7 separate regions of the Mus musculus genome follow, and all the other regions are linked to region 3. Evidence: chromatin contacts called from public Hi-C, HiChIP or PLAC-seq and promoter capture Hi-C data. All regions are on one chromosome and are shown on one strand. Each heading gives the region's core, a stretch centred on a gene start, on an enhancer-like site or on the middle of the called end of the contact. The rest is flanking DNA. Distances are from core to core; before and after follow the strand shown.

Region 1 (3,307 bases), core at 719-3,218, 890 kb before region 3:
GTGGCTGACAACCTGGTGATTTTTTTTTTTTTTTTTTTTTTTTTTTTTACTATTCTAGGGAGCCAGCTTTTCTGATTCCCCTTAGTCCCGAGCTTTGTCTCAGCAAATAGAACCCTTCCTCCTGAAGGAGGTCCCATGTACTTTGCATCATCTACCAATAGATTCCATCCTTAAGCCGAGTATACATCCTTACTCCTTAGCCCCTAGCCAGGAGCACTGGTCAGCAGTCAACAGAACCCATTCCTATCGTAAAGGTCACAGGCGCTTTCCTACTTTGCTAGGGAGTTCCTATGTCACTATGCCTAAAGCTTTGTTCTAAATGTCACCCGGAAACCTTTCTCCAACATTTTACTGTATTTAAAACGTAAGATAAAAATCAACCCTGGGGTCAAACTCTTCCACTTTCAAAGGTGGTGCTGACTCAAGTTTCAGTCTTTTTCTTGCATGGATCTTTCCCCTGCCCCTCTTGAGGCTTGCAGGGTCCCAACAGTTCCTGTCAGGGCTGATGCATACAGAAAGTTAAAAGTCAGCTGTGTCTGGTGGCCTCTGCCGGTATTTCCAGCACTCAGGAAGGACTGCAAGTTCAAAGCCTGCCTGGGTTACACTGAATTCAAGGACAGCCTGGGCACCTTAGCAAGGACCTCTCTCAAAATAACTCAGTAGGTCTGGGGATGTGATTCAGTAGCAGTATTTGTTTGCTGTGTGTGAGTCCTGGGGGTCATTCATAATTTCCCACCCCCTTAGAAGACACAAAACAAAGAAGAGGCATTTCAGCCCCGGGAAGTAGCACATGGCAGACACAGAGCAGATCTCCATACTAAGAGGCTCTCTTTAGCCTTCGTGGAGCTTCCCCAAACCCTCATTTCATCTTTCTTTTATTATTATTATTGTTATTACTTTGGTTTTTTGAGACAGGGTTTCTCTGTATAGCCCTGGCTGTCCTGGAACTCACTTTGTAGACCAGGCTGGCCTTGAACTCAGAAATCCACCTGCCTCTGCCTCCCGAGTGCTGGGATTAAAGGCATGCGCCACCATGCCGGCCTCATTTCATCTTTATCTCAGAAAATAAGAGTGTCTTTGGATTAACTGTAAGGTCCCCCTGTCTATCCCCACCGACCTCCACTTCCCCATCACCCCAACCCCCTGCCTCTGGATAGGTTTGGCTAGGGCAGAAAGAAAAGGGTAATTTTGGAAAATCAAGTATTTTTAGGGATCTGCCCAAAATCTCCCCCCAAGTCATTCATAGGATTTTGCACTTTATTTATTTACCCAAATCACCAGTACTTAGGGCATCAGGTAGCCCAGACCATGGTGATATCAAGGACAGTCCAGCAGAGGGAGACAGAGGCTAACTAAGCTGCTGACCCGGGACTTAGTCAGTATCTACGATTTTTGAATTAAAGTGAATGCAACCACTTTACTCCAACCTTTTAGTCCAGTGTCGAATCCAAGCAGTCTGGATATGTTAAACGTAGGCGGACTAATGCGTTTTCAATTTCGCAAAACGTTCTGCACATAACCCCATCCTAAACGGACATGCCAAGTTTAGTCTGTGCTTGGAAACAGGTATGCATCCTGAAAAATAGAACCCAGGGGAGCTTATGAGTCAGGTGCCCAGTGGAAGGATCGGATTTACTTAGTTGCTAAATTCAACTTCACGTTTCTTCCTCCTTCCTCACCTTCTCTGAGAGGCCACAAACACTTTGAACTACCAAATTCTCTTTCGCATGGTGACAGGATGCCCTTTACTCATCTGTAAATGGCGCTCCAGCAAAGGGACAGCCAATGTAAGTCCCAGAGCCAGCTCCTGCGACACCTATACAGCTAGCAGCTGGAGATTTAGTGGGAAGGGACGGCTGAAAGGCGGGTTCGGTCTGTTACCTCTTCGGATTGGCCTCTTGGAGCCTGGGCGTGACTTCCACTAAGGTATAAGTTTGGAGCGCCACTGTCACAGCTGCAGTGCTGAAGGTGGAGCCCTAGCTGTGAACTACACGTCACCTGCTTCGTTCCTGCGACTAGTCGGACCCAGCGAGACTGAAGAAGAAAAGGTCTGATTTCTATATATTCATGTATATAGTTTGTTACCATGAGGATGCTCCAAAGGTTGATTCGTGCTGACCCGGAGCCCTAGATTTGTGGGTACTTCCAGAGGGTCAAAGAAGGGATCCACTGGACTTCAGGAGCCCAAATTCAACAGTTTTTCTCTGTGTTGCAGACGCTCGTGTATCCGCCACGCTCGGGCATAAGCTAGAAGGATGAAGCTTCTCGGTCGACTTCGCTCCTCCACTCCTGAGCCTGCCTTCTCCAACGTGCTCACCCCGGGCCGCATCCCAGAGTTCTGCATCCCCCCGCGGCTGCAGGTCCCCGGCGCTCTCGAATCACCGCTTCCCGCTGCCGCACTGCCTTGGCGCTGCGCGGCCGAACCGGACCTGTGGCCGCGCATCCCTGACGACCGCGAAGACAGTGACGAAGACTGCGCGGGTCGCACCGACTGGGACCCGCGCTCCCAGGCTGCGCTCTCGCTGCCGCACCTGCCCCGCGCGCGCACCGTTTACGGCTTCTGCGCGCTGCTCGAGAGCCCGCACACGCGCCGGAAGGAGTCGCTCTTCCTCGGCCACCCCGGCACCCCCAGGCTGGGACTTTGCCACCGTGCGCACACCTACGCGAGTCCGCGCCGAGCATCGGACTCTGAGCTCGGCGCCCCGCGCGACCTGGACAAAACCCCACCAGCCGCTCCAGTGCCCCGTATGCGCCGCCTCCTCCGCGCCCCCGATGGTCTGTTGAGCCGCGCGCTGCGGGCTCCCCGCGGCCGGGCCAGCGCGCGCCCCGCGCCCCGCGGCGACGAGCACGAGCGCGCCGCTTCCTGCGCGCCCCCGGTCCCCAGCAGCCCGGATCCCGAGCGCCTGCAAGCTGAAGCCAGCGTGGCTCTGGGCCGCGGGGGTTGCACGCTGCGCCTGGCGGCCGAGTACTGTCCGCGCAGCGCCTGCCTCCGCCTCCGCCTGCTGCGCGCTGAGGGCCCGGCCGCCGCGCTGGAGCCCCGCGCCCTGGGCTGCCGCCTCAGCCTGGTGCTGAGGCCGTCGGGCCAGCAGCGCGCCAGTGTGGTCCGCCGCAGCCGCAAGGCCGCCCTGGACCAGGACTGCTGCTTCGATCGGCTCCCGGAGGAGCAGCTGCGCCGCCTGGCCGTGCGCATCAAGGCGGAGAGCAAGGGCCGCGGGCTGGAGCGCGGACGACCGCTGGGCCAGGGCGAGCTGCTGCTGGGCTCTCTGCTACTGCTATGAGCGCGGCTTCCCTGGTGCTCTGGACATTT
Region 2 (2,856 bases), core at 158-2,657, 720 kb after region 3:
TCATATATCTCAGAAACAGCAAGGCAGAGACATACTCCCAGGCAGTCTCAGTCCAGGGTCAGTCTGTCTCTCTCTCTCTCTCTCTCTCTCTGCCAAACTAGTACAAAATCTGTTCATGCCTCAGCAATGTGTGTCCTGATGTTTGCTAGCAAAGCAAAGGTAATAGCTAGTTGTCATCATTAAAGGATGGCATCTTTCCAGCTGGGGAGAGGTTCCAATCAAAAAGGTGCTTGCCATTACAACATGAAGACCTCAGTTTGGTCCCTAAGAACCCATGTATCACAGACAGAGAGAGACAGAGAGAGAGGAAGGAAAGAAGGAAGGAAGGAAGGAAGGAAGGAAGGAAGGAAGGAAGGAAGGAAGGAAGGAAGGAAGGAAGGAAGGAAGGGGAAGAGGGAAAGGGAAAGGAAGAACAAAACAAACAAAAACAAAACAACAACAAAACAAAACCAAACCCCTGGGCATGGTATAAGTACAGCCCCGGGAAGGAGGAAGAGGAGGAGGCAGGCCCAGGGCCTCACTGCCAGCCAGTTTAGGTTAATCAAAGAGCTCCAGGTTCAGTGAAAGACCCAACCATGGGGGAGGGGGGGGGGACAGGGAGCAAGGGGAGCGAGCAATTAAGGAAGACACTCGAGACACATACACATACTGCAGAAATAAAAAGATGTATGCTCTTGTGCTCACACACAGACATGTGCACACTTACATAACTTCCTGGCTTTTAAAGACCCACTTTTGTCAGGACAGCACAAAAAGCCAAGAAGAGGCTGTTTTTCATTTTTCCTGCCTAACCCATGTTCATCTCCAGACACGGGCAGAAAGCCTATGACAAGGCCAAGGTCTTCAAGTCTCTGAATCCACCATACTTCCAGCAGTCTTGTTGGCTTTGCAAAGCCTCTCTCCTCCATCCCCTGGGGCACAAACACAGGCGGTTTCCATCTTCCTTAGCTATACAAAGGAAACCAAATGTCAGCACATTGCTTTAAGTGAGTTGCTTTTTAAGGTGGATGACACCGGCAGAAGAGTATTATTGGCTCCTAAAATAACGTGGCTGTTCATGGTCGTGATCTCCTGTTTTCTCCCCAGAACACCTTGCCCAGAACATATCCAAATCCCACCTGGAAACCTGCCAGTACTTGCGGGAAGAGCTCCAGCAGATAACGTGGCAGACCTTCCTGCAGGAGGAGATTGAAAACTACCAGAACAAGGTAGAGTTGGAGGACTTTCTCTTCCCACTGAGGCAACATTGGGTGGGGGTGGGAGAAGGGCATTCATTCAAGAGTCCAGACAGACCAAGGCTGACTGTCCTGCATCAGAGCTCAAGTCTCTGATCAGGATCTTACAGCCAGAGCTTTGTTGTCTTCCTGAGATGCTAGCGTGTGAAAGTTCAGCTGGAACAAAGTTTATTGTGTTTCGTAAGTCCTTCCTTTGTGCCAGTTGGGATAACTGGATCGGGCAGCTTCCGAAAGCCTCCACGAGTGAGGATTTGTCCTGATGCCACAGAAAAAGATTCTGAGGTCTAAGAATTGAGGAAAGTACTCTCAGCCCCATGCTACATGCTTCTAGATTAACAAATAGTTGGCTAGAGATTGTGGGCAAAGGTGGGGCTGGTGAGATAGATGGTTCACTGGATAAGAGCACTTGCTGCTCTTCCAGAGGGTCTGAGTCTGATTCCCAACACCCATGTCAAGTAGCTCACCTGTAATTTTAGCTTCAGGGGACCTGAGCCTCTGTGCTACACACACACACACACACACACACACACACACACACACACACACACACACACACAAAGTTAAAATGGCTTTAATAAAGAAGGAGAAGAATGAGGTTTGGAAAGTCTGGCTATAACTGCTCAGAACCAAAACGGAGCCTGACAGGTGATGACCCTACTTGCTTTTCTCTCAACGATAATGACCAATGGGGTCACTAAAGTGTGAGGGTAAGCTGCAGGTAGGGTGGTGGTACTTATTCACTTTGCCTTTGGAAAGAGAAGATATGGAGGCGTTTTCCAGTGATCATAGAAAGTCGGGCTAGGGAAGGACCATGGAGATGATAGAGGTGGATCCTTCCCTTTGCTGTGAAATGGAAGAAAACTGTCATCCCTTGGCTGTGACCACGCAGTGAGAGCATTAACACCATGGCCTCATGTGACTCAACTCCAGGGTTTGATCCCCATCATACTATTAGAAAGAACCTTAAACCAACCTTAAACAACAGGGTGTATCGGAAGAGCAGAGGAGCAAAGCAAAAAGCCCCAGGACACTGTGATGAGTGGGAGGGAAGAAGGGACCGGCAACAGCTCATTTAGTCTGCCTCTCAGTGCAAAGTAGCCCCATCATCCCAGCCACAGAGGAGAACCAGCAAGCCTTGAGAAGTAGGGTTTCGACCTCAGCTCCTCTTACACTGTACTACTAGCTGAGAAGCCTCAGCGTTTTGATGTCATTTCTGAATAGAAGACAATGTGTATGATATGAAACAGGGATGTTATCAAACATAAGGGGGTACAGACAAAAAAATGTGGTTGGTACCCCTTTTCTTCCCTCCCCTCCTCCAAGGAGAGCATGGGTAAACTCCCTAAAATAAATTAACTGCATGAAAAAGAAGATCCTTGTCTTACTGTGTAGCCCACAGCTAAGCAGTAATGTATATTGCTCTCCTGACTTGTGTTGAGCTGTTGGCCCCATACATCCATAATATTCCTCACTTTCTACCCCCCACCTCGCTGCCACCCTCCATTCCATCACCTTCAAACTGTAAGCTAGGAATCTCAGTAGGCAGAAAGGATACGGAAGCAGGCTTTTATAACCTAAGTAACAGAGACTATTTTTTTTTAATCCTATAATCTTTTTTTAA
Region 3 (2,945 bases), core at 10-2,509:
AAATAAAAGGAAATGGTGGCTTCATTATTGAGACAGAGAAGCCAGCTCTCACATAAGGATATTCACCACCCAGCCTATTAGTGCTGATATTTCCTACTGGAGTTTGGGGTAGAGGTAAGCACTTAATTCTCAGCTTTCCTTAAGTATCAGCTAGTAGATGGGTGTGCTCCAAAGGGAGTTAAGCTCAGAATCATGCCTTATAAAGATAAGACTCGTTAATTATCTGGATTTTTTTTATTATCCAGACGTTATTAATACCTCTCCAGGATGTCTGTCTGCTGTAGATGAGCCTGTGCATTTAATAGCAAAAATACCAGTGGGAATAGGAAACTAGCAGACACACTGGAGTTCAGATGCAGCTAGGCCCCTTTCATGGGTTCAGAAGTCCTTCACCAAACTGACCAAAGTTTTCTTCACAAAATAGTGGCCTGCCAAACAGTTTCTGGATCCTTCATGGAGGAAAAAAAAAAAAAAAAAAAAACACGGCAAAAGAGCTTGAAAGAGACCTCTTCCCATAACACTAGTTACTGGCTAGACATATGCATCCTACAATCACAAAATTTATTTTAGACTCAGTCATATCTAAGACTGGAAACCCCAGACTGTCCCATCCCAAAGTAAAAAGCGCCAAGTTTGTCGTCTGGTCCTCCCACCTTCCTCCTTCCAGAGGGTTGTCAGTCAGCTTCTAATTCCCTTTTAGTTTTCCCCAGCCTCGGACCGAGCTTGCAGAGAGCTGCAGTTACCAGCGAGTGCCCCAACGCGGATAACCGGATTTGTCTCCTCCTCCCAAGCTGGCTGCGGATAGGAGACACCGAGTTACTGCCCCCGAGGGAATCTCAAAAGTAGACAGAGCCACACGTCGCCGACCGATCCTTTCTGTAGCTGGGTTAAAGAGGAGAGGGAGGATCGGGGCGCAGGAGGCACCCCATCTTTCTCCTCCCTCCCTCTTCTCCACCTCCCAAATTTGGCAGCCTTGTGTAGCTCCCGGTCTGGGGTCTGGAGGGTGGAGAGTGTGGGTGCGGGGGCCGGCTGGAGACGCTCTCGCTAGCGCTGCCTGTGGCCAAACCCGCCTCACGTCCCCTCTCGGCCGCACACGCGTCCACCGCCACTCGCGCGCTCGCTCGCGCTCTCGCCTGGCTAGGTCCCTCCTGCTCTCGCCCGTCTCCTTTTCCTTTTTTTTTTTTTTTTTTTTTGGTACCATAGAGTCGCTCTGAAAACAGAAGATAGAGGGAGTCTCGGAGCTCGCCATCTCCGCCGATCTCTACATTGGGAAAAAAAACATGGAGTCAGCTCCGGCAGCCCCCGACCCCGCCGCCAGCGAACCGGGCAGCAGCGGCTCGGAGGCGGCCGCGGGCTCCAGGGAGACCCCGCTGACCCAGGACACGGGCCGCAAGAGCGAGGCACCGGGCGCGGGGCGCAGGCAGAGCTATGCGAGCTCCAGCCGAGGTAGGAGACGCTGCGACCAGGCTCCGGGCAGGGGGGCGGCGGGAGCGGTGCGCCGAGCCCGGAGGGGACCAGGCACCCCGGGGGAGCGCGCGCTCGGGGAGCGGGCGACACGCGGGGTCCCCGGGACCGGTGCACGCGCGCGCGAGCCTATCGTGGTGCCCTGAGCGACCGGCACCCCCGCCCCTCCCCCCGCGGCCCCCCACAAATGTTGCAAACTTTTGCAAGCCAGTGCTGGGCTTGCGGGAGAGGGCAATGGGGGACGGACCCGAGCGTTGACAGCCAGACGACTCCAACCCCACCTCCCCCTTGATTGCATGTTTTATTTTCTGCAAAGAAGAGCTATCCAAATTAAATACGATTCCCCCCACCAAAAAGAAACCGAGATGGGGGAGTGGGGGTAAAGAAACTTTTAAAGCGGTAGTGTCCTTTTAAGAAGGGGGAGGGGGTCTGTTTGTGGCTACTCGCTTTCTCGGTTACCTTTTCTGCTTTTGACAGTTTCCCTCATACCCATCCCCACCACCCCGCGGTAGGAATCGAGAAGTGTTCGAATCCTCCCTCTCCCGGAAAAGCTTGGAGGTTCGGGAGGAGTGAGAGACCTAGAAGTCTCAGGGGGCGGAAGGGGGGCGACGCGGGCAGCTTCTCTTCTGCAGCTCTTGGGGGTAGGCTTGGAGGACAAGGCAGAGAGATCCGGGTCCCAGCGCGCGGGATGTTGTGGAGTTGATTTTCCCCGCCGGGCAAAAGGAAGAAGCGCAACTTTGTAGCCGTGGGTTCGGAGCCCGCAGTCCTAGAGGAGGCTGGCAGGGGGCGTGTGCAGCGCGCGGAGGGAGGGCAATGGTGGAGTGGGGCGCTCCACGCGCGATTGGAGGGAGCGGCTGCGAGGCAAACAAGCCGAGAGAGAAAGCCGAGAAAAGCACCCAAACTTATTTCTGCTCTGGGAATCCTCCGCTCGCCGCGATGCCCAGCGTTTCTGCCGGAACCTGGGGTTGATCGGAGTTGAGTGCTGGTTGGCCAGGGCTAAGGAGGCAGCCCTTCCTGGGCCTTTGGTTCATTTTGTGTTGGTGTCTGGAGTGTGTGAAAGAGAGGACCTGGGGAGACAAGGGTGCTTGCTCCTCTCCGGTCGTTTTCCAAAAGTGGTCTAACCGGGGGAGCGCGGGTGGGGGGAGCTGACTTCTTTCTTAAAGGTGTCAGAAGCTGCTGTGGGATCCCCACCCCCTCCTTCGGGGGTGGGGGATTATTTATTTGAATGCTCCTGGAGTTTGCAAAGAGCAGGAGGAAGCTGCAGCTTTAATTACTGTTGTAAATAATGTATAAATCACGCCTGTCACTCCGGAGGAAGCAGGCTCCTGCGAGCCACCCAGGGGCTTGGGACAGAGTGGATCTCTCCAGCCAGGTTTGGCGGCTATGGGGTCTGTGGGGAGACGAAGGGGGGACCGAGAGCCCCTCCCTTCCTCTTGGATGTGTTAGTTGGAGGTAGGAACATGGCTGATCATGTGCTGGCT
Region 4 (3,008 bases), core at 158-2,657, 820 kb after region 3:
TGTGTGTGTGTGTCCCTTGTTTGTGTTGCCCTGCATACCGTAGGGTGGCAGGCCCTAAAGCTTCCAGATGATTCCCCTGTCTTCAATTTCTATCTTGTCACAGAAATGCTGGGGATACCACATCTGGCTTTTTTTTTTTTTTTTTTTTTTTTTTTTTTTTTTTTTTACATTTAGCACCATTACCTGCTAACCCATTCTCCACCCCTACCCCGTCCAACATTACTTTTTCTTTTTGTGAGTTGTGGATCTTCTTTAACCAAAAGGATCCTTCTAGAACTCTTGGATGTCCAAGGTTTCCCTCTTATATCCTTGAGAGGGTTGCTGCTTTCATAGGTACAGCCGTGGGAGGTAGAATGGAAAGGTGACATCCTGGAACACACGAGGGAGGCATTCTGGAATAGACGACAAGGAAGAGAAGCAATGGTCCCACGGGTTATGTGCTGACTCTGTCATTGCTGTGCTTAGGTAGCAACTCACTTCCTCTCATGGCTTCTCTGGCTTCTTCGTCAGATGTTGTGAATGTAATTTCAGAATGGTTTCCTCCACTGGGCGTGAGTCCTAACGTGTGCTTCTCATTTACACTGAGGGGCTGGGGAGACAGCTCTGTTGGTAAAGTGCTTGTCACACAAGCATGAGTATCTGAGTTCAATCTTCAGCATCCACGTTAAAAGAGCTAAATACCCCAGTGCTAGGGACGCTAGATAGGATTCCTGGGGCTCCCCAGACAGTCAATTTAGCTGATTCAGAGAGCTCTAAATCTCACACACACACACACACACACACACACACACACACACACACAGCTTCTTTATCAGATTCATCGTGGCTGAAGTGCTGTGGTCCAGCCTGCTATCTTCAATAGGCTTCGCTCCTAGTGTTTATGGAGTTTTCTGTGTGTGTTTTCCCTTTGCTCGTCCACTCGTGGCTAAAGCAGGCCCCGTCTTGTCCACCTTAGTTTCCCACAGCACTAGGACATTTTACCTTTAAGGATATGCTACTTAATCTCTAACGCTTTGCTATTAAAAGCTTTTGACTTATATTCGGACAGTGCCATCAGGGTGACCTCATGCGGCTCCCGCCTGACTTGAGGCTTTCACTCCCCGCTACAGTAGCATTGACCTGAAAGAATGCCAGGAGAAACTGTGTGTCCCTGGAGTTGGCGTGACCACCAGGTCCTGGGAGTTCCAGGTCAAGCCTGGCTGAAGCTCTGTCCTCCGTGCTCCAAAGCAGTTGGGAAAGGACGTAAATGGGAAAGCAGCTAGCTCCCTTCATCCCACATGCATTACAATTCTCCTTTCACGGGATGACGTGTGTTAATCTTCTGCAGTGAGGCTCAGAAGGGAGTGTTTTATGTCTCTGGCTGTCCCAAAGGATCTGAGAGCTGCAAGAGCCAAGTTCCCGTTGGAACAGGAGATCCACTATTCTGGACTGAAGGAAATAACTGCTCATTCAGTGTGGCCTTGGAACTGTGTGTGCACACTGAGCTTGGCTTCATGTTAGGTAGCTGGAGAACGCAGATCCTGCAGAGCCTGTTGGAGTAAACACATTATTAGAATCATGAGAAGGGTCAGCAAACACACAGGCATTAGCGCGTGCTAAGGACAGCCCACTGCCCTGATGATACTTAATGGTCCAGGGTGATTATCTGTCACAGGAAGATGCCGCAACTGCCTGAGGTAATTTTCTAAAAGGACGTCCTAGTATTGTTTTAGGTGCACTGTTTGTCAAGACTGGTCTGCAGCAGTGGTTCACAGTCTGTGGGTCATGATCTCTTTCAGGGGTTGAGCAACCCTTTCACAGGACTCGCCTAAGACCACCGGAAAACAGATGTTTACCTGATGACTCAGAGTAGCAGCAAACACACAGTTATGAAGTAGCAACAAAAATACTTTTGTGGCTGGGATCACCGTGGCCTTTCTGACCAGGACAAAGAACCCTATTAAAGGGTTGCAGCACTAGGAAGGTTGCGAACCACTGGTCTAGAGGGACAGAGGGACCCTGCCCAGGTGGTGAGCTGCTGCAGATACTGTCACAGCTAGTAAAAGAGGGACACAGGGAGGAAGTTTGCATTTTATGCTTTGTCCCTTCAAACTAGTGCTAGACACAAGGTTTCTCTATGCAGAGAACAGTTGTTGTTCTATTGATCCCTTCTGGGATTTTTATTTGTGCTGAGTCCTATACTGGGCATTCTGAGCAATTCAAGTCAAAGTGGAAAAATCCAGTAGGTGCCCCAGATGTCCCCTGAGGTGAGAGCAGAGATGGGGGTGGGGGCGGGAGGGGGAGTGTCAAGGACAGACCAAGTTGGGAGTCACTTAACCTCAGGGTTCCAATTTGGAAAGCTGGTGTTATAATTGGTATGTGTTGTTTTAGAAAGACCTTCCTACCTCCCATGCATGGTTAGGGCATCAGCAGCCAGAAGGAGGAGGTGAATGGGCTGGGCCTAATGCTTGTTCGCATCCATGCCAGGTCTGACTTTCTTGACACTTGCTGTATGTTACCTTTAGAGGCTTGTGGAGCCTCAGAAATTGTTGGCCAGCCAGCCTACAGGGCCAAGTTCCAGGCCAACAAGAGACCTTATCTCAATCAGAAAGTGGAGGGCACCTGAGGAATGACAACTAAGCTTGTTCTGTGACCTTAACCCGCATATGCTCCTACACACACACACACACACACACACATGCAACACGCACACCCCACATAAAAATAAATGCAGTTCAGTTCAGTGCAGCTGTGGCCTAGTCCATTCCCATGGCTGGTGAGTATCCAGTCGCCGAGGAAATATCTTTAAGAGCCACCCTGAATTAAGGATATCTGTCTACATATCTGAGTGCTGCCTCAGACCTCCGACTTTATTAAAATTGTGTGTTCATGATGATAGTGGCGTGATGATGACACTGTCCAACAGGAAGTTGAAAGGGACTCTGAGGGGCTGGAGTTCACATCATATTCATCACCGCCCCAACCTGGAGGAGATGGGAGATGGCTCAGGGCGAGGTGCGGTGTTTTAC
Region 5 (3,240 bases), core at 271-2,770, 800 kb after region 3:
AAAGCTGCCCACACTGAAGCACTATGAATGTAAATCAGACATTGTATCAAAAGGGATATCTTGTTTTCTGTTTGTCACTCTGCTGGGGCCAACTTCACAGCTACCTGTCTATGTGACAGTGGGCACTGTGCCTATCTCTTCCCCTAACTGTCATCCTTTGGTTCCTAGGAGTGAATTGAGACCGTAGTGGAAAGTATAAACAGATGTTGATATCAGAAGGGACCAGGGCTGGGAAGATAGTGGCCTAAGATCTTGTAGCTTAAGAACCTGAGTTCTGTTCCAAGTTCAGGTAGAAGGCTTTTTGGCCAACCAATCTTGCCTAATTTGTGAGCTCCAGGCCAAAGAGATACCTTGTCTCAAATAACAAGCTGGGCCAAGGTGGGTGCTCTGAAGGGACAGCATCCTAGAGGCTGACAGCGCCTTGCAGGTCATGTGTGATACACGTGACCACGTGTGATACGAGTGAACCACAAGCACACACAACTAGATGGAAGAGAATCGTTAGAACCTAGAGAAAGCAGAGAGGTAGACTCTGCAAGGACGGAGTTGAAAGACCTAGTGTGACTGGGCAGCGGTGGTGGTGTACACTTTTAATTCCAGCACTGGGGAGGCAGAGGCAGGCAGATCTCTGATTCCAGACGAGCCTAGTCTCCAGACAACCAGATCTATACAGAGAAACCCTGCCTTGAAAAACAAAAACAAAACAAAACAAAACAAAACAAAAGAACCAAAACTAGTGTTTAAGGTATTTCCAGCTCTCTTGCTAGCTTGAAGTTTAATGCGGTGTGAACAGTCACCCACAAACACAGTTCACTACTGCGTTGTTTCCTGGAAAAGCAAGCTAGAAAAGAAACAATATGACCCAGAGAAACAGTTTGTCAAGGAATGAGAAGGGGGAAAAACCTTCAATAACCTACAATTAGGAAAAGACCGTAGGACCTGGGGTGTATTGGAGTACTGGGGGAAGGAGGTACCTTCTAGCCTTACCTCTTAGTCTCCCTAGCTGGTTAGAGGCCTCTCCGCTTTGATTTACAAGGCGGAGTAGACTGTGTAAAGCAGGGCCAAGCGAACACCCTCCTCACACTGCTCCAGCTGGTGACCAGAGGTTAAGCTAATATGTTTGCAGACAGTGATGGAGAGCTGGGTGCCAACGGCCCAGTTCAGAGGAATCCAAATATATGCGCCTTGAAACAATTCTACCCTCCATTACCTCGCTGCCTAGAAGCCTTTTAAAAGCAAAAGAAGTGAGTTGGGCAAGCCAAGCAGCTGAAATCTTAATAACCCAGAGCCAGCCTGAGCAGGGCCCTGTACTCTAGGAGTAAGGGGATTTGGGCGGGGGAAATGGGTGGATACTTGTAGGGCCTGGGGAGGCGGTGGAGCTGTCACGTAGGGCAGGACTGGGCTTGGGCTACGTTCCAAGTTGGATGAGTCACCCAGCAGGGTGGGAACAGGCCGGGGAGGGAGGGGATGTGGGGCGGCCTCGCGCTGGGAGGATGGGGCGGGTATAAAAGCCCCACCCAGCCCAGCCGGGCTGCTCCGCTTCAAGGGAGGCTCTCAGCGATACGTGCCCGGCCCAGGTAAGTGGGGCGCGGCCCGGTCGCCCGCTATGGCCTCGGGGTTGCGGTGCTGAACGGGGAGCGGGCAGGCTCCGGCGATGGGGACCCCGGGAGGCACGGAGAGGGACCCACTCCACCCGGTGATCTGCGAGGCCCTGCAACAGAGTTGCAAAGTGTCCCGCAAGTGACCGTGCTCTTTGCATGCCACTCTCCTGAGGGGTCGGGGCGCAGGGGTCGGGGCGTGCTTCCCCTTGAGGTTTCCTCGGAACGGGGAGACCCTTTGTGGGGCGGGGAGCCGAGGGGGCGGCATTCCAGACGTGCTAGATGTCAGGAGGGGGACTGGGTGTGGCCGCTGGGGGAGCCTCCGGCCCAGCAGTGAGAAGTCCCACTTCGCTTTCCGCACTGCGTTCTCTCACTCTGGACCGTAACTTCTGCAATTTCAGGTGAATTTCCTTGCAACTGAGGGACGTGCCTTTGTGGAGTCGGAGCAGGGTACCTGGGGGAGGTCCAGGGGGCACCAGAACCTCAAGTCTTGACTACTGGGTGCCCTTCTTTACAATCTCAACTCAGTCTTCGTCATGAACGCTAGATTGTCTGCTAGGTCAGCGACCTCAGACTTCATTTCTTCTGGGGAGTTTGTGGCTCGCTTAGAATGTGTGCAGAAGGAAGTGTCCCCGGGTGGTTGTAGGGAACGTTGCCTTGACTGTGCTGATGCCACCATGAATCAGTTGATAGGGTCTATAGAAAAGGGCGTGGTTCCTGGGCCTCAGGTTCCAAAGCTGGCGCGGAGGGCTGTGGTTGGAGAAGTTTCTTTATCTATGAAAGTGGTTTCCGAACTCTGCTGTTGATAGCGCCACTCACACTGAGTTATTGAAGGTTTCCGAAAACAAGTTCATTCAAAAATAGCTAAATAAAGCGTACTGAAACAGTGTCATGCAAATGTAAAAGCAAAGCAAAGGCAACAAAATAACTGTTACTTGAGACAGAGCCGTAATCTCAACACTCAGAAGACTGGAGCAGCAAGATCCCTTTTGAATCCGACCTGAGCTACATAGTAAGTGAGATTCCTGTAGGGGGAAAAACCCAACTACCAAAAAAAAAAAAAAAAAAAAAAAAAGAGAGAGAGAGAGAGAGAGAGAGAGAGAGAGAGAGAGAGAGAGAAAAGAAAAAAACCATGAGCTTATGATCACGATCAAGCTTATTGGTAATTGGTAGAGTACCGTAGTAGGTTGAACTTCATTCCCAGAACTTGAAAAAGCTATTCATGTGTGAACTATTATGCCATATTCAACTCCAGCCCTTAAAAGCAACCATAAACTCTTGGAATTCAAGATCCTCAGCCTGAAACACTCAGGAGTATAATTAGGTGGGTCTGCAACTTGGACTCGGGAAGCCACTTCCCTGCCCAACCCCAACAAAGCTATAGAATGTGTTTGGAATCCCAAGCTAGCACCAGAAAAAGATTAATTTGCAGTGTATCCGAGTTCTGGCTAAAGGCAGGGGAGCAGAATGCAAACTGGGGAGGGTGAGGGGTGATCTGTGGGTAGGAAGAATAAATCACTGATGTGGGGCTCAATTTTTTTCTCCCTTAGTTCTAAAGATAGTCTTGATCAAATCATAAATCCTATCAATTGGAAACCCTTCTCCCGTTTCTGTTTCCTGCATTCCTCCCACTGTCTTGCAG
Region 6 (3,147 bases), core at 253-2,752, 740 kb after region 3:
CAAAAACTGAGGAAACTGGGGACTACCAACCTTACCTTACAATGGATACTTCATGGGGGACTCAGAAGTGAAAGAAAGATAACATCATGGGTGTGTTAAAACAGTAATGTTACTAGAAAATACACAAAAGACATATAGAAGAGAATCAGATATTTCAAGCAAGTGAAAGAGGGAAGATTAAGATGAGTAAACTTGAAAGGGGAATATTTATTTATTTATTATTTATTTATTTTTATTTTTAAATATTTATTTATTTATTTTCGAGACAGGGTTTCTCTGTGTAGCTCTGGCTATCCTGGAACTCACTCTGTAGACCAGGCTGGCCTCGAACTCAGAAATCTGCCTGTCTCTGCTTCCCGAGTGCTGGGATTAAAGGCGTGCGCCACCACACCCAGCTTAAAAGGGGGTCATCATTTATGGTTCTAGCCACAACATCTTGTCTTAAAAGATTTATTTTTATTTAAATGTCTCCATGTGTGTACCACATGTGTTTGGGTACTCTCGGAGGGCAGCAGGTAGGAGGGCAGCGGGTAGGTACCAAATCCTCAGGAGCTGGATAACAAATGTTTGTGAGCCACCTCATGTGGGTGCTGAGGACTGAACTTGAGTCCTCTGGAAGAACAGCAGCAAACAGTCTTAACTACCAAGCCTTTTCTCCAGCCCCAGTAACACTTAAAGTGGCTCGTCACTCTCTTTTTTGATCCGTTTACACACGATGACTTAGAGTCCCAAAAATCAGAAGTTCTGGAAAAGCCGGTTTTAGTTTTGGTCCTTCTTGCACTCAACACCAAACAGAAAATATTTGTGCTTAATCCATCTCTTTTTAATGAATTGCTGCAAGAATAGCGTGAGAGACTCGAAGGCCCACTAGCAGACATTGGCCTATCTCTAAAATGAAAAAGAGAGTGGAGTGGAGATTTTGGGTGTAATGAGAGCCTAGTATGTGTTGAGTAGTGCGCTAAATATAGCTTCATTCTTTGTCTTATTTAGACCTTTCCAAAACCCTTATCTGTATGTAATAAAAATTGATGATAGGGGCTGAATATGTAACTTGGTAGGGTGCTTGCCTGTCATCCTGAAAGATTAGGTTCCCTTTCCAACACCGTATACATGGGGTGTGGTGGTAGTGCATGTCTGTAATCCCAACACTCAGGATGTGGGGGTCATAAGGATGAGAAGTTCAAGGTTAGCCTTGGCTGGAGTACATAGGATATTTAAAGTGAACCTGCCCTACTTGAGACACTATTTCTAAGACAGACAGACAGACAGACAATCAAGCACACACATAAAAACTACTGACGAGTCAGGATCAGAATGAGGGAAGCCTGAAGTTACAGCCTGGGTCTACCTGGTCCCTTAACACTGTGGCCAGTCCTCCCTTTGCATTCGCGCGCAGGCCCGTCCCGCGGCGCTCGCGTGACGTCATCACGCGCGGCCGTGCGGGCGCCCTCGGGGCTTTTAAATGAGGCCTTCGTAGGCGGGCAGCAGTGAGTTCAGCACAAAACGTGTGTGGAAGCGTCGGCTTTTCTCGGGGGCCAGAGCCGCTTGGGACCCTGAGGTGGGCGGAAAGGCGGCTGCGCGCCGACTCCGGCTCGTCGGGAACGCGAGGGGCGGGAGAGGGAACATGGCGACGCGGGTCTGAGGCAGCGCCTCACCGGACTTTGCTCACAGGCCTTCCTCGGCGGCTTCCCTCACGTGTCTTCCTCGGCGGCTTCCCTCACAGGCCCTAAGGCTTTCCTCATTCGACCCCTCTCCTTCCCCGATACTTTTGTCTCCCTTTGCTTCTCTGTAGTTCCCTCCCCTCCCCCTCAGCCCCACACTCAGGGGAAAGGAGAGGTAGGTGGTAGGCGGAGAGGGACGCCCCTGAGACCCCATAGGGACCCAGAGGCCAGTTCCTGCATTGGACTCCTAAGTATCTCAAGGCCGCACGGGATGACAGGGACAGACACCCAGCGTGAGTGAAGAAGTCAAGCTACAGCGTTAATTCCGATGACACCTTTAAAGGTGCCTGTGAATTGTTTTCTGGAGTTGCTCGCACCTGAGTGTCACAAGTGCAAAGTTCTCTTTGAAAAGGACACGGTCCCTGGGATCCAGAGAGCCTTTTCTGTGTGCATCGCATGTCATAGACCGCCTCCATAGCTGTATATAACTAGAGGAAATGGAAACACGATTTGTATTGGTGGTAAGGGAGTGAGGGGAAGGGAAGACAGCCCTGCCATAATGTAAACAATGCGAGAACACAGGGCACCCTTCTGGTTTGGGGTCTTACTAACTCAGCTAATGTTGAGGCTAACACTCCTTGCATAAGTTAAAGGGAACGGATCTTTGCTACAAAGAATCGTTCTGCCTGCCTGTGTGTTTTAGTCACTTGAGGTAGATGCTAATCAAGCAAAGGCTTTTTATGACCCAAGGTGATATAGGTTTGATCTTGACCTTTTGTTTGTCTTCAGTTAACTGTAGACTCTAGGAAGGATCCGACCCTCACTCTCTGGGAGCCTTCACTGCCCAGCTGAAATAATTGTGGGCTAGAGTGAAGGAGAATTCTAGGAAGATGAGCTCTAGCATAACCATGAGTGAACCAAGGCTGAACTGGTGAGTTGGTCCTCTTCCTGATCCACTGTGAAGGAACAAGCTGGGGATGGTGGGTATCATAGGAAAGGAGATTTCTGGCCTGGAGAGATTTTATAATTTTTAGCCACCAGGGTCTCAGAAATTACCCTGTTCATATACCAAGTTTGTTGAGTTATAGCTGACTGATTTTTAAAGATTTTTTTTATTATGTATATGAGTACACTGTAGCTGTCTGCAGACACACCAGAAGAGGGCATCAGATCCCATTACAGATGGTTGTGAGCCACCATGTGGTTGCTGGGATTCGAACTCAGGACATTTGCTGAGCCATCTCTCCAGCCCCCTAGCTGGAAAGATTTCAATTCCTAAAATGACAACCTAACACTCAAGTTCTTAGTTATAATTTTATATCATTATTACAGTTTTCTTGTGGAGAAGTGCTCGAATTGTTGTCAATATTTCAGTTTAATTCCTTCACTCAAGTAACATTGACCATAACGTATCAGTCTCAATTATAATGGGATATTTTGGGGTGGGGTGGGGGCTGGGTCTCTCTGGTCTCCAGGCTTACCTGGA
Region 7 (2,838 bases), core at 328-2,827, 820 kb before region 3:
GCTCATAGCAGTAGCAGAGAGCCCAGCAGCAGCTCGCCCTGGCCCAGCCGCCGTCCCTTGCTCTCCGCCTTGATGCGCACGGCCAGGCGGCGCAGCTGCTCCTCCGGGAGCCGGTCAAAGCAGCAGTCCTGGTCCAGGGCGGCCTTGCGGCTGCGGCGGACCACACTGGCACGCTGCTGGCCCGACGGCCTCAGCACCAGGCTGAGGCGGCAGCCCAGGGCGCGGGGTTCCAGCGCGGCGGCCGGGCCCTCAGCGCGCAGCAGGCGGAGGCGGAGGCAGGCGCTGCGCGGACAGTATTCGGCCGCCAGGCGCAGCGTGCAACCCCCGCGGCCCAGAGCCACGCTGGCTTCAGCTTGCAGGCGCTCGGGATCCGGGCTGCTGGGGACCGGGGGCGCGCAGGAGGCGGCGCGCTCGTGCTCGTCGCCGCGGCACGGGGGGCGCGCGCTGGCCAGACGTCGAGGGGCTCGAAGTGCGCGGCTCAGCAGCTTGCCCGGGGAGCGTAGGAGGCGGCGTCTGCTGGGAGCAGGAGTGGGCGTCGGGACCCGGGCAGCGTCTGGGTCGCCCGGGGCAGGGCGCGGAGCGTCCGGGACTCGGCGGGGGCTCGCGTAGGTGTGCGTGCGGTGGCGAAGCCCAGGCCGGCGGACCGGGACACCTGGGTGGCCGAGGAAGAGCGACTCCTTTCGGCGCGTGTGCGGGCTCTCGAGCAGCGCGCAGAAGCCGTAAGCGGTGCGCGCGCGGGGTAGGTGCGGCAGCGAGAGCGCAGCCTGGGAGCGCGGGTCCCAGTCTGTGCGGCCCGCGCCGTCGTCGGCCTCCGTGTCTGCAGCCCAGGCTTCGCGCAGCGCAGCCCAGGCCGTGCTAGGTTCCAGCCTCGGCGGGATGAAGAACTCTGGGATGCGGTCTGGAGTGAGCACGTTTGCGCACGCAGCGGATGAGCGAGCTTTGGAGCGGTGGACGCGCCCCGGGAGAAACCCATCTCGGTCCCGCAAGAGCCGCTCCAGACACCACATCTGGCCGCTAGTGTCTGAACCCTGTGATCCTGTTCCAGGCTGCCTGCAACACATAAACACATACCAGTCAGAGACAGTCTGGAGGAAAGCAGGAATTTCTGTCTCTTTTCTTTGACATCGTCCTGTCCTGAGCCTTACAAGACAAAATGCATCCCTCACCACAATTACAAACTGTTTTTACAGATTGAAAAACAATCGTATATCGCCCACCCTGTCTCTAGTCAGATGCCAGGTAGATTTGCAGTTTGCTTCAGTCTTTTCCGTCCTACCTCTTTACCTTTGTCTTCTAACTTGCGCCTCTGTCCCTAGTTCCAAGAGGCGCTTTGCTTTGATCATTTGTGCACTCATTTCCTGAAACCTTAAGTGTCTAGTACACTCTAGTTCTGCGCGAGAACACACACACACACCCCAGAAATGGTTTCTCCTTCTAGAGAGCTTCGGGCCACCTGGGTCTAACACCCAGGAGGGAACTGGATTCCCATTCATATACCTGGTATTCAGAGTCAGATGGTTTTCCAACCCGGAGAAACGCGGAGAAATTCAAAAGAGCGCGGCAGAGTTGATTCCTGATGTTCCAGGATAGCTGGTCCGGGCTTTTATACGAGCTGTCACGCTGCTGCTTGGTAACCTGACGCCTGGCCCTCCCAGGTCCCTCTGCCACGTGGATGGATTTGCTGAGCTGATCCTGCAGCTAGTTCTGCTGTGGTTGGAGCTGTTCTCTAAAACCCTGAACGAGTTTGTTTCCTCACATGGAAAACAAGATTTAGTGTGGACCATGTCGCAGTCCTTGTGAGGACGGATGGGCAAAATGAACGTGAGTGCACAGAAGCACTCTGCACGCACCATTGGAAAGAAGCCAGAAATCGGGTTTGTCTTACCCAAATGGCCGTTCCCATCTCCCACCTTCTTGCTGCCAGCATTGCCTTTTTTTTTTTTTTTTTTTTTTAACTTTCTGCTTTCTGTTCTGATTTTAGAGGTCATTTCTCTGTTGATTTTAAATCACTCTTGGGTGGTGGTGGGGGTTATGGGGTTCCGGAAACGTTACATATTTGTCTTGGGTGGGGTTACAGGGGTGTATTCCTATGTAAAGAAATCATCCAGTGTACACTTAAGATATATATTTTAAAATAAAAAAAACCACAGCCTTCTTAAGCAGGATGCTAATTTTTAACTAGGGATTCAATTATACTCCACACATCCAGCCACTGGTATCGTCCCTTTGGAAACACACACTAGCCATATCTGACCTTTGCACACTGTGTCTATCTGAGACCTCCATCCTTTCTCTTGAAAACTGGTGTTTATCCTTTAAGAGAGTTGCTTGCAGCTCGAGTGGAAAGAGATTCCGAAACATCTGGATCAGAGTATGGACATAGGGTATTTCTGAGTAGCTGCCTTGCAAATTAATGGCCTCTTCAAGCAGTGTTGAATGAGTTAGTCAACTTTAGGCAAGTGGGGGGGGGAGGTTCTGTTTGGGGCATGTCCTGTGTGTGTTTTGCATACAGAACATACAGGTAATGTGCTATAAAGTTGTCACAGAAACCTTAGGAAATTTGGATTATCCATGTTTTATAAACAAACACCTCCCCCCAGCACTTCAGATGTTAAATAACTTACCCATTGTCACTAAGGAAGGAAATGAAAGGAATGCCCATTAATGAGTAGTAAATGCATTATTAGGGGAGTAATATATATTGTTACGCAACGTGAATGGAACATAGCAAATGTTAAAGACACAAGCAGTGAGTTCTGCTGTTCTAGTGTTCTGTGGCATCAGTTTGGTTACTTTCAATGAGAGTGGGAACAGTGGCAGAAATTAAGAACACTGGCT

Evidence for each region. Promoter capture Hi-C pulls out the DNA fragments that hold promoters and counts their contacts. Hi-C and Micro-C count contacts between places; a contact is called where the count stands out from the background. HiChIP or PLAC-seq counts read pairs in DNA pulled down with a chosen protein or histone mark.
Region 1: a contact with region 3 is called in an H3K4me3 HiChIP or PLAC-seq map of embryonic limb bud, with 4 times the contacts expected there. The contact joins the promoter of C2cd4b here to the promoter of Rora in region 3. A contact is called at or near these places in 3 of 39 promoter capture datasets (embryonic stem cells, liver and stem cell-derived epiblast-like cells) and 1 of 115 datasets of contacts at active chromatin or transcription factors (embryonic limb bud).
Region 2: a contact with region 3 is called in a promoter capture Hi-C map of liver, with 2.4 times the contacts expected there. The contact joins the enhancer-like site here to the promoter of Rora in region 3. A contact is called at or near these places in 5 of 39 promoter capture datasets (the 3T3-L1 cell line, hippocampal neurons, liver and 1 more) and 4 of 115 datasets of contacts at active chromatin or transcription factors (craniofacial prominence, embryonic midbrain, forebrain and 1 more).
Region 4: a Hi-C map of uterus shows a contact between it and region 3, with 4 times the contacts expected there. The contact joins the enhancer-like site here to the promoter of Rora in region 3. A contact is called at or near these places in 3 of 39 promoter capture datasets (the 3T3-L1 cell line and hippocampal neurons), 2 of 484 Hi-C or Micro-C datasets (muscle stem cells and uterus) and 1 of 115 datasets of contacts at active chromatin or transcription factors (embryonic forebrain).
Region 5: a contact with region 3 is called in a promoter capture Hi-C map of liver, with 6 times the contacts expected there. The contact joins the promoter of Anxa2 here to the promoter of Rora in region 3. A contact is called at or near these places in 5 of 39 promoter capture datasets (cranial neural crest, hippocampal neurons, liver and 1 more), 1 of 484 Hi-C or Micro-C datasets (embryonic stem cells) and 2 of 115 datasets of contacts at active chromatin or transcription factors (astrocytes and neural tube).
Region 6: a contact with region 3 is called in a promoter capture Hi-C map of liver, with 7 times the contacts expected there. The contact joins the promoter of Ice2 here to the promoter of Rora in region 3. A contact is called at or near these places in 3 of 39 promoter capture datasets (hippocampal neurons and liver), 3 of 115 datasets of contacts at active chromatin or transcription factors (embryonic forebrain, fibro-adipogenic progenitors and stem cell-derived neural progenitor cells) and 1 of 9 other capture datasets (pancreatic islet).
Region 7: a promoter capture Hi-C map of embryonic stem cells shows a contact between it and region 3, with 4 times the contacts expected there. The contact joins the promoter of C2cd4a here to the promoter of Rora in region 3. A contact is called at or near these places in 4 of 39 promoter capture datasets (cranial neural crest, embryonic stem cells and frontonasal cranial neural crest), 2 of 484 Hi-C or Micro-C datasets (both in embryonic stem cells) and 3 of 115 datasets of contacts at active chromatin or transcription factors (embryonic stem cells, forebrain and stem cell-derived neural progenitor cells).

The regions. Positions count from the first base shown.
Region 1 is chr9:67,757,469-67,760,775 of GRCm38.p6, forward strand. It overlaps C2cd4b (C2 calcium-dependent domain containing 4B), which reads left to right and starts at 1,969. Exons shown (of 2, transcript NM_001081314.2): 1 at 1,969-2,048; 2 at 2,216-3,307. The coding sequence starts at 2,256. The coding sequence ends at 3,278. M5C1000I18Rik (RIKEN cDNA M5C1000I18 gene) reads right to left here and starts at 2,762. Exons shown (of 2, transcript NR_153961.1): 1 at 1,680-2,762; 2 at 1,245-1,575.
Region 2 is chr9:69,370,129-69,372,984 of GRCm38.p6, forward strand. Rora (RAR-related orphan receptor alpha) reads left to right here. Exons shown (of 11, transcript NM_013646.2): 6 at 1,087-1,208. Among named protein-coding and RNA genes, the nearest start is that of Gm15511, 7.3 kb to the left of the region's middle. Within about 2 kb of position 1,408, at least 6 of the 459 cell types and tissues checked have an H3K27ac peak or open chromatin away from gene starts, as enhancers often do. A contact at or near this core is called in liver, where this site is marked.
Region 3 is chr9:68,652,527-68,655,471 of GRCm38.p6, forward strand. It overlaps Rora (RAR-related orphan receptor alpha), which reads left to right and starts at 1,260. Exons shown (of 11, transcript NM_013646.2): 1 at 1,260-1,446. The coding sequence starts at 1,281. It overlaps Gm31325 (a long non-coding RNA gene), which reads right to left and starts at 1,265. Exons shown (of 2, transcript XR_379584.1): 1 at 1,199-1,265; 2 at 541-882.
Region 4 is chr9:69,476,229-69,479,236 of GRCm38.p6, forward strand. All of the region lies in intron 4 of Anxa2 (annexin A2), which reads left to right. Among named protein-coding and RNA genes, the nearest start is that of Mir3109, 21 kb to the left of the region's middle. Within about 2 kb of position 1,408, at least 76 of the 459 cell types and tissues checked have an H3K27ac peak or open chromatin away from gene starts, as enhancers often do. A contact at or near this core is called in muscle stem cells and uterus, where this site is marked.
Region 5 is chr9:69,452,163-69,455,402 of GRCm38.p6, forward strand. Anxa2 (annexin A2) reads left to right here and starts at 1,521. Exons shown (of 13, transcript NM_007585.3): 1 at 1,521-1,577.
Region 6 is chr9:69,396,496-69,399,642 of GRCm38.p6, forward strand. Ice2 (interactor of little elongation complex ELL subunit 2) reads left to right here and starts at 1,503. Exons shown (of 16, transcript NM_145618.3): 1 at 1,503-1,558; 2 at 2,451-2,592. The coding sequence starts at 2,552.
Region 7 is chr9:67,830,753-67,833,590 of GRCm38.p6, forward strand. It overlaps C2cd4a (C2 calcium-dependent domain containing 4A), which reads right to left and starts at 1,578. Exons shown (of 2, transcript NM_001163143.1): 1 at 1,498-1,578; 2 at 1-1,050. The coding sequence starts at 1,007. The coding sequence ends at 3.